Regions from separate parts of the Triticum aestivum genome. Here all the other regions are linked to region 1. Evidence: chromatin contacts called from public Hi-C data. All regions are on one chromosome and are shown on one strand. Each heading gives the region's core, a stretch centred on a gene start, on an enhancer-like site or on the middle of the called end of the contact. The rest is flanking DNA. Distances are from core to core; before and after follow the strand shown. Region 1 has its middle 170 kb from the start of LOC123182215. Region 2 holds the start of LOC123182216 (synaptojanin-1). Region 3 holds the start of LOC123182215 (phosphatidylinositol:ceramide inositolphosphotransferase).

The links. Hi-C and Micro-C count contacts between places; a contact is called where the count stands out from the background.
Region 2: a contact with region 1 is called in a Hi-C map of leaf, with 5 times the contacts expected there. The contact joins the promoter of LOC123182216 here to the enhancer-like site in region 1. A contact is called at or near these places in 4 of 5 Hi-C or Micro-C datasets (leaf, root and an unstated tissue) and 1 of 1 datasets of contacts at active chromatin or transcription factors (leaf).
Region 3: a contact with region 1 is called in a Hi-C map of an unstated tissue, with 9 times the contacts expected there. The contact joins the promoter of LOC123182215 here to the enhancer-like site in region 1. A contact is called at or near these places in 4 of 5 Hi-C or Micro-C datasets (leaf, root and an unstated tissue).

Annotation. Positions count from the first base shown.
Region 1 is chr1D:379,568,216-379,572,387 of IWGSC CS RefSeq v2.1, forward strand. No RefSeq gene overlaps it. Among protein-coding and RNA genes, the nearest start is that of LOC123182215, 170 kb to the left of the region's middle. Within about 2 kb of position 1,761, at least 5 of the 8 cell types and tissues checked have an H3K27ac peak or open chromatin away from gene starts, as enhancers often do.
Region 2 is chr1D:379,767,896-379,772,067 of IWGSC CS RefSeq v2.1, forward strand. It overlaps LOC123182216 (synaptojanin-1), which reads right to left and starts at 2,458. Exons shown (of 5, transcript XM_044594718.1): 1 at 2,081-2,458; 2 at 1,630-1,986; 3 at 1,220-1,538; 4 at 995-1,102; 5 at 258-914. The coding sequence starts at 2,278. The coding sequence ends at 820.
Region 3 is chr1D:379,393,165-379,397,336 of IWGSC CS RefSeq v2.1, forward strand. It overlaps LOC123182215 (phosphatidylinositol:ceramide inositolphosphotransferase), which reads right to left and starts at 2,253. Exons shown (of 12, transcript XM_044594716.1): 1 at 1,834-2,253; 2 at 1,640-1,729; 3 at 491-577; 4 at 328-396. The coding sequence starts at 1,866.

The DNA.
Region 1 (4,172 bases), core at 511-3,010:
CATGGCGTGCCCGTGAGTGCCGTGCGGTGGCGACCTAATCGACGAGAGCGTCCAACAGAGGCACGCATGCGCTCGGCATGCTGGCGCGCCCGTAGTGGAGCACCGATCCCGGGTGCCTTGTTCATCTGGCTCGACGGCTAGATGTGGTGTGGCTTCCAGTTTTGGGTTTCTTCATGGATCGATGGAGCTGGACACTCGTGCAGAAGCGGACAACGGAGGGCGTTCGATGCGCACGAGACGGAATCCCAAAATTAGGAGCAGAGCACACTCGAACCAGACAAGCGTAAACTGCCATCCAGAGTGGGCCTTTCTCAAGTAGTAGTGGCTGCCAGACAAAAATCGGCCGATTCCTGGCAGGCCTGGGCTCGCGCGTCGTCGCCCTCCCACGCTGGACTGCACGATCCTCGAGCACCGGCCAACGCAGCAGCACGATCCTTGGACGTGAAGCTACGCACTGCAGCGAAGTGCCGCTGCATGTTACGCCAACGGCGATGAGCACCGGCCACTCATCACGGAAAGCGACGCCGAAATCAACGAGGAATTGCATGCAATGCAAGCGCCGGCCGATGGATGGAATCGATCGATCGATCGAGATGGCCGAGGCGTGAAGCAGAAGCGTTCCTGTCCTCCCGTGCACGCCCGCACGCCAGCCCGAGGCGGGACATGCGAGGCGCGTGGCTTCTTAAATCCGGAAGTGCCGTCGGCGCGCCAGCCTCCGCGTGCCTTGTACTCTAGCTCGATACATCCATCCATCCATCCATCGGGGGCCCGGGCGGCACTGCCGTCTCTTCTGTTGAGTGCGGCGAGGGTGTTTTGTTTTGGATTTGGATCCGTTCGCCCGGGTTGCTGCCGGCGAGGGAGGGAAGGGGGAGTTTTTATCATTTTATGTCGTTGTGATGCGTCTTGTTCCATTCGCACGTCAGGCCGCGTGGGTGCGTGCATCACTGGAGTGGAGCCCTTGGCCCGTCCGTGTACTCCGTATTCAGCAACAGCCAACTTGCAGCGCGATCTTGCTGGCATGCGGAGTACTCCCTCTAATATAAGAGCGTTTAGACAACTAAAATAGTGATCTAAACGCTCTTATATTAGTTTACGGAGGAAGTATTTTTTTTCTATAGCAAACAGCGCCGTCTCATCTTTCAACGGCCGAGACCACAGTGTCCGCGCCGGCTTGCCGCCATGTATTGCAACAGCAATCCAACTACAGCGCTTCAATTAACATCACGGGGAAATGCACGCAACACTGCTGCAGGTTTGACTATATTGTACTAAATCACAGTCTGGCCTCACAGGGTCTGCCAATAACCATTCATCAAAATACTTACAGGTGAATACTCACACAAGTACCATGCCTATGTACCGCTAGTACTTTGTTACCATATCCTACTGCTAGTGGTAGTAGTACCTTCTAACTATAGTAGTAGTACTTTGTCAAAAGTAAATCACCATCCGAGACATAAATAAATCACCGGGTACGCATAGCTGCCCCCTTAAACAACATGTCGTATCGTGCTGATACGCCCTCCAAACAGACGAGCAGCAAAAGAAGAATCACCCCCTATGCCCATCCCGCTCTAGGTTTTCTTCCCGGTCACCGCACGCAACAGGCAGGGGGTCCTGCAGACAGAGGGTCCTCGAGTGAAAGGCAGCAGTGTTAATTAACTGGTTGCCTCGCTAGATCGTACTAGCTGTTCGTGGATCTCTCTCTGCTGGGTCTCGCGGTACAGCTAGATGGACATCTCGGTCCCCTCCCCCAGGCTTGCGGTCTTTGAGAAGAAGAAAAATGGCCACCGTTCCCACGGCTGGCGCTGGTCCAACAGCTAGCAACAGCTAAACCCGCGATGAACCCAACTGTCATGCCGCCAAAGCCCAGATCCAGACAGATACCTTGTACAAAGTTGGGTCATCTATTTTGAAACGGAGGGAGTAGGAGCCAGCTTCTCTCTTTGCCTTGTCGGCGCCTACCCCGCTCCTGTTGGAGTGCACATTTGTCTCCACCATACCCATCACCAACCAAGACACTTTTAACTACTATGGCCAAGTTACCATCAGTGGTACCAGTGTACCACGATAGCTCTGTATGTACTAGTAAGTCGTTAAGCTACCCAATCTGATTGATTATTTTCCATTTGCGTCACATGGAAGAAAACACATACGCAGAGCATGTCCATGGACTGGATCTCGGTACGCGCAGTGAGGGCGACCGACGCCCCGCCCGTCGGCGAGCGAGATGTTTTAAGTTCAGTTTTAATGTGCTCGCATAATTGCACGGGAGAATTCGGTTGCCCGCCAGATGGACCAACCTAACATGCGCGGGTGGGGTGGGTGCAACCCATGTCGAAGCGACATTTGCCAGGTAGCTGTCCTGCCCGCGATCTTGCTGGCGCTAGATCTCTCATGCACACGTACTATCAGTTTGATTTACGCGTACTATCAGTTTGATTTGCATGATGCCTTGCCAAACGGCAGCAGCTACTTCGGCAAGGCTTTCAGCGGCCTGCTGGTAGATTTATTGAGACGGACGTGTGGTGGGTGAACCACAGCGGGCGCCACAGCTACGTGCTAACAGAAAAATGGATGAAAAACGTCGCCGTCGCTGGGCGTGTATGCGAGAACTGTTATTAATATGCGGCGGGAAACGTCGGCCGGTGGCGGGCGAGTGCGCGCTGAGGCAAACGTCAGGCTGTTCCGTTGGACTTAAGCTAAAAACGGTCTTGAGAGGATCAGATCAAGAGCGCGAGCTAAAACACTCTAGCCTATGCCTGCTCCAACTACAAGATTTTTATCTGCCTTTCTGGTTGTGGCAAAGCTCACACCATGGTTTTTATTATCAGCCTTTCAAGAGCGCAAGGATCGGAAGGCCGCTCCAGTCCAGTCATGTGACATAAGCGGAGAACAGGTGATATGATGGAAGCCCACTTGGCAATTTGCCCATCAGTCGGCCGTGAATCCATAATAGTATGTCCGTGTTACTGTTGCGTACTCGGGAGCGTTTCACTGCATCCGCCCGCACACGATCGATGCACGAAAAGGAGCGGTGCATATAAAAATGGAGCGATACATTGCACCGGATTGGAGTGCCGAACAGGAATAGCAGTTCCCCGAATGCCCTCGTGATATTGCGTAGTAGATGCAACGAGATGGATAACCTTGATTGCACCCTCAGCGTGTCATTCTGGTCAACTGGAAAAAAATGTCATCTGGGTCGGAAAATATGCGCAGGTCGCAAAAATACTACATTCGTTCTGGTTTATTGGTCCCCTCTGTATTTCGTCAAATTTTGACCAAAAATTTAACTAATAAAATGTTAATGCATGTCACGAAAAATTATATCATTGAATTCGTATTTGAACATAGTTTTTGATGATATTATTTTTTATGACATGCATTAATATTTTGTTAGTTAAATTTATAGTCAAAATTTAACACAAAATACGAAGGGGACCAATAAATTAGGACGGAGGTAGAGAGTCAAAATAATATTAATGTGTTAAGCTGACACTAGTAAATAAACTTGGGCACAACAGCAATAACAACAACGACAACAACAACTGACAAAGCATCGAAAATGCACGCACAAGTAGCCTATACACACCATGACATAAAAAAAGTAAGGAAAGGCCAAGAAGTATGGTCTTAAAAACTGACACCTATAGTGATTCTCTCGGGGCCGCCGCCCCGACGCAAAGTCAGACCGCCCGCTCTGAAACGCGTTGACCGGACCGGCAAGCCTGCCACCCAAGTGGCCCTAGATTGCCACCCAAGCGAAGGCCGAGCCGCCGCCCCGCCCCATGGAGCCGCCCCGCGCATCACTTTCCGAGGTCGCCGCCTCGGCGCACATCAGCCGCCCGGGGCCCCTACCCCGGCATCCACCAAACCCGACATAGGAGAAAACCAGACGCACCAAGCACAAGCTAACTCTCCCAAGCAACGCCCTCAAGAGGGAAACGATGAATACGCCGCCGTCGCCCGCTCTGGAAAATCTTGAGCTTAGGTTTTCACCCGGAGAGCCCGAGCCCCACGTAGAAGAAGATGAGTTCCACAACGACGCCTCCAAGGAGGGAAACGACGCCCGAAAGCGCCGCCGTCGACGGCACCGACAAAGTCAGGTCAAGGCTTTCGCCCGGAACACACACATCTCTATGGAGGCTTGCAGATCTGTGGCAACGATG
Region 2 (4,172 bases), core at 1,208-3,707, 200 kb after region 1:
GAAGCACAGCGCACACATGACACCCCGATTAAGATAAAACCCTAGTGCCCCTCAGATGCACACAAGCGGAGAAACACCTTGATTAAGATATGACACGAATCATTACCAAATAAATGAGACCGCCATACGCTTCCATTCATTCCGAGGAACGAGTACAATTCCATTATGATCATTAGTATTATTATAAAGCCGAGCCCAACTTTGCGGCGGTTGCCGCTAAAGCAACGAATGAAACGAAATATTACTCCAACTAGCTATTACAAGAAAAACCATGAAATTTTATTTCTCGTCATTACACAACGAACGCCCTTATTCATGGAGCCCACGGCAAAGCTTCAGGCGCAAGCAAAAGGCTGCAAAAGGGGGGAACAGAGAGGGAAACCTTAGCTGGATGTGCGCTGGGGCTCCTTGCCAAAGCGGCAAAGCCATGGACGGAGACGGAGAGATAACATGGGCCTTTTATTTCTGCTTCTTCAAGATTAGCCTCATTTCACTCCAACATTATCATCTCTAGCGCTTGCTACAAACAGCTAAAACATCTCTCTCGCCTCCGAAAGAGACCCACTTATTGCTTCTAACAAACCAACTACTACTACTAGACATGGATCTCTTGCTTGTTCATCCATCTCCACCGCTTATCGCCGGCACCCCAAAACCAATGTGTCACCAATCCAAAATACACACCTGCTAAAACTGACGCTACTACTACTTCTATTACTAGTGCTACTACAACCTAATACAGATCACTGCTGGTACTAATTTTTATTTTTGAAATTAAATGGGGCCAAGAACACGGATTGTTCCGGCGGGCGACTGGGTTCACGAACTGTGGCAGAGCGCCGGCGGCGCCGAGCTCTCCGCAGCCCGCATCTTCTGGCTTGCGAGCATGGCGTTGCTCCGACTGATCAAGGCCTCTGTGCACCAACAGAGCTCGCTGTCAGATTAACTTGCCATTAATTAACACCATAAGCTATGTTCCGGACGAGATGCTTACCATGATCAAGAACGATGCCGCCGGCGTAGCGAGGCTGGGCGCCGAGGTCGTCCAGGTTGAGATTCAGAGCATGCACGACACGGGCGGGGACAAGAACCGTCGAGCAGCCTGCAATGACGCGAAAGACACCAAACGGGGAGAATATTTAGCCACCAACGACGAACGCCAGCCCCGGTAATCAACAACCAGAACGGCCAAAACAGGTGTTACGAGGGACACACGCACCAGACTTCTTCCTGGGCTCCGCGGGGGCGCCGGCCGGGCGCGGGAGGAAGACGCCGGTGCCGTTGCGCTCGCGCTTGGCACCGGGCGGCGTGAGGAACACGGCCCGCATGCCGGCGGCGGCGGGATGGGTGGGATGGGGTGCAGGCGTGTGCTGCAGCTGCGTCTTCAGCAGCGGCGGGAACGACGCCGGGCTCAGGTCGATAGGAGCGGCGCCGGCCCTCTTGGCTGCCGCGTTACGGCGCACGCCCCATGCGGCGGCCGCGGCCAGCTGCCGGTCCCTCTGCTGCTTGAAGAGCTGCTGCTGTTTGAGGAGATGAAACTGCAGAACACAAAAACAAACGCAGATGTTAAGAACAAGAAATCTTCAGGTAGGAGACGCAAAGAAGAGCGCCATGCAACTGAAATCTCACCCTGGCAGCCTGTATCTGGCGCTGCGTGATGAGGTGCGCGAAAGGGTGGTAGTACACGCCGCCCGCGGCCGTGCCGGCCGGCGCAGGCACGTGAGGCGGCGGCGGCGGAGGCGAGGCCTTCCGCGCAGGCGGCACGAAGCCACCGCGGCCGTGCAAGACGTAGGGGTGGCCCGGCGCCGGGATGCTGTTGACCTGCCAGGCAGCCTCGTAGAGGACGTCCCACGGGTCTGCCGGCTGCTGCTCCAGCGGGGACGACGGCGGCGAGTTCCCCTGGGACGCGCCGCTGTTGGGGCTCTCCTGGCCCGACTTAGGCAGCCCACACAGCGTCGACTTCGGCGACCCCGCAGTCACCTCCTCCTGCCAAAGAACGAAGCGAACAATCAGGAACCGGCGCAGGTACAACGCATAACGAACCACGCGAACAGAAAGATTGAAGGAACAAGAAACCAACCTTGGCAGGCGTGACGGCGAGTTTGTCGCCGCCGAGGAGGCCGGCTAGGCGGCGCGAGAGGCCGGCCAAGCTGTCTTCCTCATCACTCTCGCTCCGCGCGGCCACCGCGGCCTTCTCCTCCTCGGAGAAGAAGTCGTCGTCCAAGAACTCGTCGGGAAGCAGGAACTCCTCGCCGCCGTCCGACCACTCCACCGCCATTTGCTCCACCGTGAAGAATCGTCGTCCGGGCAATCTGAGCGAGAAGGCCGTCCGTCGAATGAAAGGCAGAGGAGTGCTGTGCTTATCAGCGGAAAGAGGTTGGGGGTCGTGGGACGGAGAAGGAGAGGAGAGGGGAATGTTGATGGGTTTGAGCTGGGGTTGCAAATGCTGCTCACCCTCTCTCTCCCCCCGTTGGGTTTATAAAAGAGAGGCCAGCGGCGAGGTTTGTGGGGAAACAACTTTTTTCCTTCATTAAGGAGGTCTCATTTCTTTTTTATTAACCTGCCGTGCATTTGTGAGTGGAGTGAGCTGTGCCTGTGACGGTGTGTGTGAACCGTAGCACGGTACGCTCAACTCGCATACCTCGTCTGTGCACAATTTCTAAAGTATATTCCGACTTTTTTCTTGAGAGTGAATTGTGCTCCGAACTTTTTCTTCTACACAATTCTATTTAGATTATGAATTGTGCTCCGATTTATTGCACGGACCATTTTGCACTCTGGCTGCTGTAATCTATCGTTCTACTATAACAAGTTTTGCCCGACTCTGGCGAGGAAGGGATGTTGACGGCGCTGCGTCTTCGGCTCGCTTCAGTGCTTATAGTCATCACTAGATGGTTTACGGACCTGGATATAATTTTTATTATTTCTGATGTCCTCTGTATTACCATGATTGAAGATGAATAGATTGGAAGTTTTCTCAAAAAAATCTTATATTGTATTCTAGGTTATATTACTATTACATTTATTATGTGCGCCATGTCAATGGCATTTCACCCGCTCGCCAGATTGTTAAACGGTAGCTGAACCCACTCTACGACCAAAATCAGAATAGCGGGAAAGGCAAAATTTCTGTCTTCGTTAGGCACTGACCGAAACCTAAACCAGTGCAGTGCAGTGTCTTCGTCAGGCACTGACCTAAACCTAAACCAGTGCAGTGGAGTGCCTGCCGGGCGGCCGGCCAGTGCCGCAAGTGCAACTGCTCTGCCTCAGCCGAGGTTGGGTTTCAGGCCATTAAATTGGGCGGGAGTAAAGAAGCGGCGGGAGTTTTTGCGATGCGGTCACGAGAATTGCATCCTCTCGAGATTTCTGTACATAGGCTTTGGGAATTTAAGTTGTGTTCTTTGTACTGCTGCAGCGCATTAAAGTCGCGGGCGCTTTAAAGGCGGGTGTGGTATACGGAGTGGAAAAGGGAAAGGGCGTGGGTCGATGGCGTGATGTCGGGTACGGGCTCGAGTAGAAAACTGGCCAAATGCTGAGCTGCACCCAGACCCAGTGGAAATACACGGCGCGCGCCCGGTAACCTGCCGCTGTAAAGTGAAGTGAAGTGAAGTGGGCGGCCGATGCGATCCGGTGGAAGGTACGTACTTGCGCGAGACAGCAGTACTGTACTGGTGGTCGTGGTACTGGCCCGGCGGTTCATGGCGGCGCCGGAATGGACGTGACTCGGTAACCCGACCCGGCGCTGTCGTAGCGGTGCGGCGGTCGGCCGGCGACGAGTGCCCATCCGCCGCTTGGTGGCCTAATTTTTTAGGCTTTTTCACATATAACCAGAAAAATGCTACTCGTCCGATCCATATTAATTAATACATGAATTAGAGAGAGGACTCAGTTTTTTCAAAGAAAAATGATACTCCTATATGCTGAGAGCTCACTCTTTTGACAACTCTGGATAAGAAGGACAGAGGCAAACGGGAAACTGTAGTAGTACGATGTGCAGCGCCGGCCAGTTGCTTAGGCCGGACCCCACCTTTTTTTTTAGGTAAAGGCCGGACCCCACTGTCATCGGACTGCTGGCGCCACCGGAGCGGGCTCTCGGAATCCTGTGAATCTCTGCGAACCGAACGCCGGAGATCCCCGCACCGCCAACGAGCTGCCGTGGCCCCCACCACATC
Region 3 (4,172 bases), core at 1,003-3,502, 170 kb before region 1:
ACCCGCCTTGATTAACACCATCATAGAAAACAGGGGAAATTCATAATAGAAGCCTAAAATAAGGAAGAACTACAAATGACACACAAGTAGGATATTAACCACCTAGTCCTTTTTGGAAAACAATGATATCAAACAACACATAATGCTTACCTTTTGTTGGAATCATAGATGGCAAACTCAGGAAATAATGACTAATCTGGAGTTTTTCAGGTTATGTGTAATGAACTATTAACTAAACATACGGAAAGAAACAAACACATGGGAATACAGGGATATAAGGTAGGCAGAAGTAGTCAAAACAAGTAGTAGAGTATAAGAATTACCTACCAGAAAAAAGGAGAAGAAGATGAAAACAAATGTGCATTCACTAAGATAATTTTTGTCTTGTCCAAGCTCCTAAAACAAAGCAGTACAAAAACACTGTAATGAAATTATATCAACTTAATAGACATATTGACATACTCTCAAAAGATAAAAGAAATCCACGTACTGGAAGGGCCATAAATCCCAGGTCCTGGAGCAGTGGTCCAGGCCGATGCAAGTAATGCACTCCTCGAGCAGCCAGCCCATGAATATACTAATTATAAAGAACATTATTGTTAATCAACTGTCAATCATAACACAATAAGTGATCCTAGATAACTAAATGAAGAAAAATTTGAAGTGGACAATAATGAAATGTCCATCACACTAAAAAAGGAAAAGATAGTAAGTGGAGTCTAAGGGAAGAAACAAATATTAACCAATGGGAATTGTGTTAGTCCGAGCATGCTCAAAGCAGGTTACTTGATATGATTCTGGTTCTGGCAGACATATGCAGCTTGTGAACACACCAGCAGAACTTGTTGACACTAAAGGAGGGTTCAACGAATGCAATCACAGAGAAGAAGGTAAAGCCCGATGGAACATTCACAACATACAGAGCAGGATTAATTTTCTATGCACAATGCCAGGCGTTTTTTTACAGGAACATAAATCTAAATTAATTTTGAGAATGACCTAGAGAGGACAGCAAGTCGACAAACCGAATATTATCCATGCATATAAGTTATAGAACGATGCAGAACACGACAATTCATCTCTACAACACGACATAAATCGCATAACAATGCTGCTCCAGCAGCGACAAACATTTGAACAAAATGCTTACCCGCGCTCATTATACTATTCGACGATCAATTATTCCCGCCATACACGCAAGCGACAAATTATCAGGGGCGTACCAGATCATAAGAATCGTATCAGCGGTTCAAACTAAACAGTAAAAAGGTAAATATTTCCAATGCATATGTCCTTCAAAGGGCGTATGTGTGGGTGCAAAACAGTTTCCATAGAGAAATTTCCCCTCTATTTTTCTGCCGATCAGCAAAGCTGCTAGAATGTAGTCTAATCTGCAACAGGAAACACTGCTACAAATGCTTAACAACCTGCAAACCTAAGGGCGTCCCAATTCCAGGGAAGAAACGAGATTAATAATTAGATAATGCAGGAAAGTTACCAAAAGGGGCAAATTTGTTATGACAAGTACCCATATTAACAGGCCATTATTAAATACTGAAACGCGCACCACTAGCCACAACGAAATTAATAAGTTCACACACACGACGTAGACTGGGATGCTGGATCGGGGCGCGCTCACCTGAAACACAATCCCAGCGAGGAGTAGCGGCCACTTCTCGCGAAGTAGCGGCAGCTCGGTCGTCGTCTCCGCGCACACCTTCCTCCATACCTGTACAGCCCAAAAAGAAGGGATTGTGAATCCTCGCAGCTACCAAAAAAAGCACACGCGGTGGAGGCGGCAGAAGGCATCGCCGAATCCAGCGGAGAGGAGACCTTGGAAGCCTCCCGAGCTAGGTAGATCGTCATGGCAGTAGACGGCGCACACCCTGCTCCCACGACGGCTGCTGCAGCTTCTACTGGGCGAGGCGATCACGTCCATGCTCCGATCCGCACATCACGCCTCGGCCTGCCGCGTCCGCGGGAGGGGTCGCCGGTTGACTGGAGCAGAGAACGGCGCTAGGCAGGGGGGGACGGGACGGGACCAGCAATCTGGCTCCAGTCCTCCGGCAGGCAGACGGCCGGATGGGGGAGGCTGAAAGTCCGTCGCTCTGTGGATCTCGCGGGCGGCGGAGGCGGGAGGGCGGCGACCGGCGGCGTGAGACCTGGGGCTGGGGGAGAGGAGTTGGGAGTCGGCAGGGAGTTCAAGAGAGGAGATCAAGGGAAACGAGATAATGATGAGTTTGTGAAATGCGGGAGAGCGAGGGGGTTTATGGGGAAAAGGCGGGCCGGAGGTGGGGGAGGGATGATGGGGGTCGTGGCCTCGTGGAGTTTTCCAACCGCCTTTTGGCACGGTCTAGTTAAAAATGGCGAGGGCACGTGATATTGGCCTGCCCGTGGCTTTTCTTTCTTCTTTTCCCGGAGAGAGACCGCCGCGGCGACGGGCTTTCCAGTTTGAAAGTTTCAATGGAGCTTGTTTGTGTAGCTTTACAACTTTTCAAAAACAGTGGTATTAAATCCAGGTTCAGTTATGGATTGTCGTTTTCTTTCCCCCTAGAAAGAAGGAGGCTTCTACTAGGTGTTTAGGGTTTCCTGCCTCTCGATTGGTGTCACTGCCGATCCGCCTCATCTCCTGTGGCCTTAGAATCATGGAGGCGCGGTGGATCCCGACCCATGCCGGTGGGAGGGCTCACACTTTGATTTTAGGTGTTTTTTTTAGTTTGATTAGGGTTTGTGTTCTGCTCGTGAAGGTGAGGCAGCGGCGACATCCTAAGATGAAATAAGGTTCTCTTCGCCTCGCCCCCGCCCCGGTGATGCCCCTCGCATTGTAAGAGGGCATGTGGAGGTGTGTCTCCGACGAATCTCACGAGATTTTATCAGTGTTTGTCTTCGGTGGATCTGCTTGAATCCAGTCTTTGTTAGTGTGTGTTCATGTGTCTACATGTTGAATTCTTCTGATCTACGCTTCTCTTGATCGACGGTGGTTGTTGTTCTGGTGCGTTGGTTCTTTGGGACCTTATCTTGACGACTCCCCGACTCTCTACTACAACGAGGTTTTCCCGGCTCTGATGAAAGAGGACCGGTGATGGTGGCGCGCCTTCGAATCGAAAGTTGTTTCTGTAAAAAAAGTCCGAGTTCAATTTACAGCATAATGTCGTAGCAAAAGGTTTGCACCGAGTTACTCTCTTAGCTTATGTTGTACAATGTTTTCTTCTATCGTCTCCCACCTCTCTCCAAAGAAAGGCGGCTAGGGTTTCTGCATAAGTGTCGCCGCCACTGGTCCTCCTTGCCTCCAGACGCCTTCTAGCAGAACGAGGTGCAGGAAACCCTAGTTTGAGGTGGTGTTTGGGTCACCCTAACTTTTGTTATGGCTCAGTCTAGGTGTCTAACTGGTGCTGGCAAGGTGATGGTGTTATCCACAACACGGAATAAGTTCTTCCCTTCATGTCCTCGTCCGGGTGATGATGATTGGTGTCAGCGGACAGCGTATGGAGTTTCGGTCAGGGTCAGGTCGTGTGCCTCACTTTTTGTCCATGTTTATTCTAGGTGGTCTTAGACAACGTTGTTTGGCGAAGTGGACGTCAACGAACAGTGTTTTGGTCTTCTGATTTTCTTCTCCCTTCGACGATGCACATTCGGCCTTCGGCGGCATCAAGAATTTAGTGAGGTAAGGCCTCCCTGGTTCTGTCTGGTAGACGAGGGATGGTTGTCCAACCCCCTTCATCGTCTTCTTCTCTAGGACAACAATCTGGTCCTTAGTACGCCATTCTCAACTTCTTATGGCTTCGACCAACACTTCTCGGCTGCTATGTCGCAGCCTTGGCTTCTAGGGTGTTCCGATCCAGAGGCGGTATCAAGCTTTGCTCACTAGGTGACGCCGCTAAGTGCATGAGTAAGACGACGTCGGTATAACCCTAGACCAATAGCAATGCTACACTTGAAAAGCCGTGCTGGCCAAATTGAAGGGAAGACCAACAAGTTAACTCTCAGGGGCCAATTATTTGCTCTCATATCCTATTGGGACTTTAATGGGTTGGGCGGGCCATAGCACGGGCTTGCTGGGCCGTAGCTTCGCCATTACACATGCCCTATGTTTAATTTCCGGCTTTAGTAATGCTGGTCTTGTAAGGGCCGTGCCCTCGACAATTTTTATTGGGTGTAATTATGATTTATAT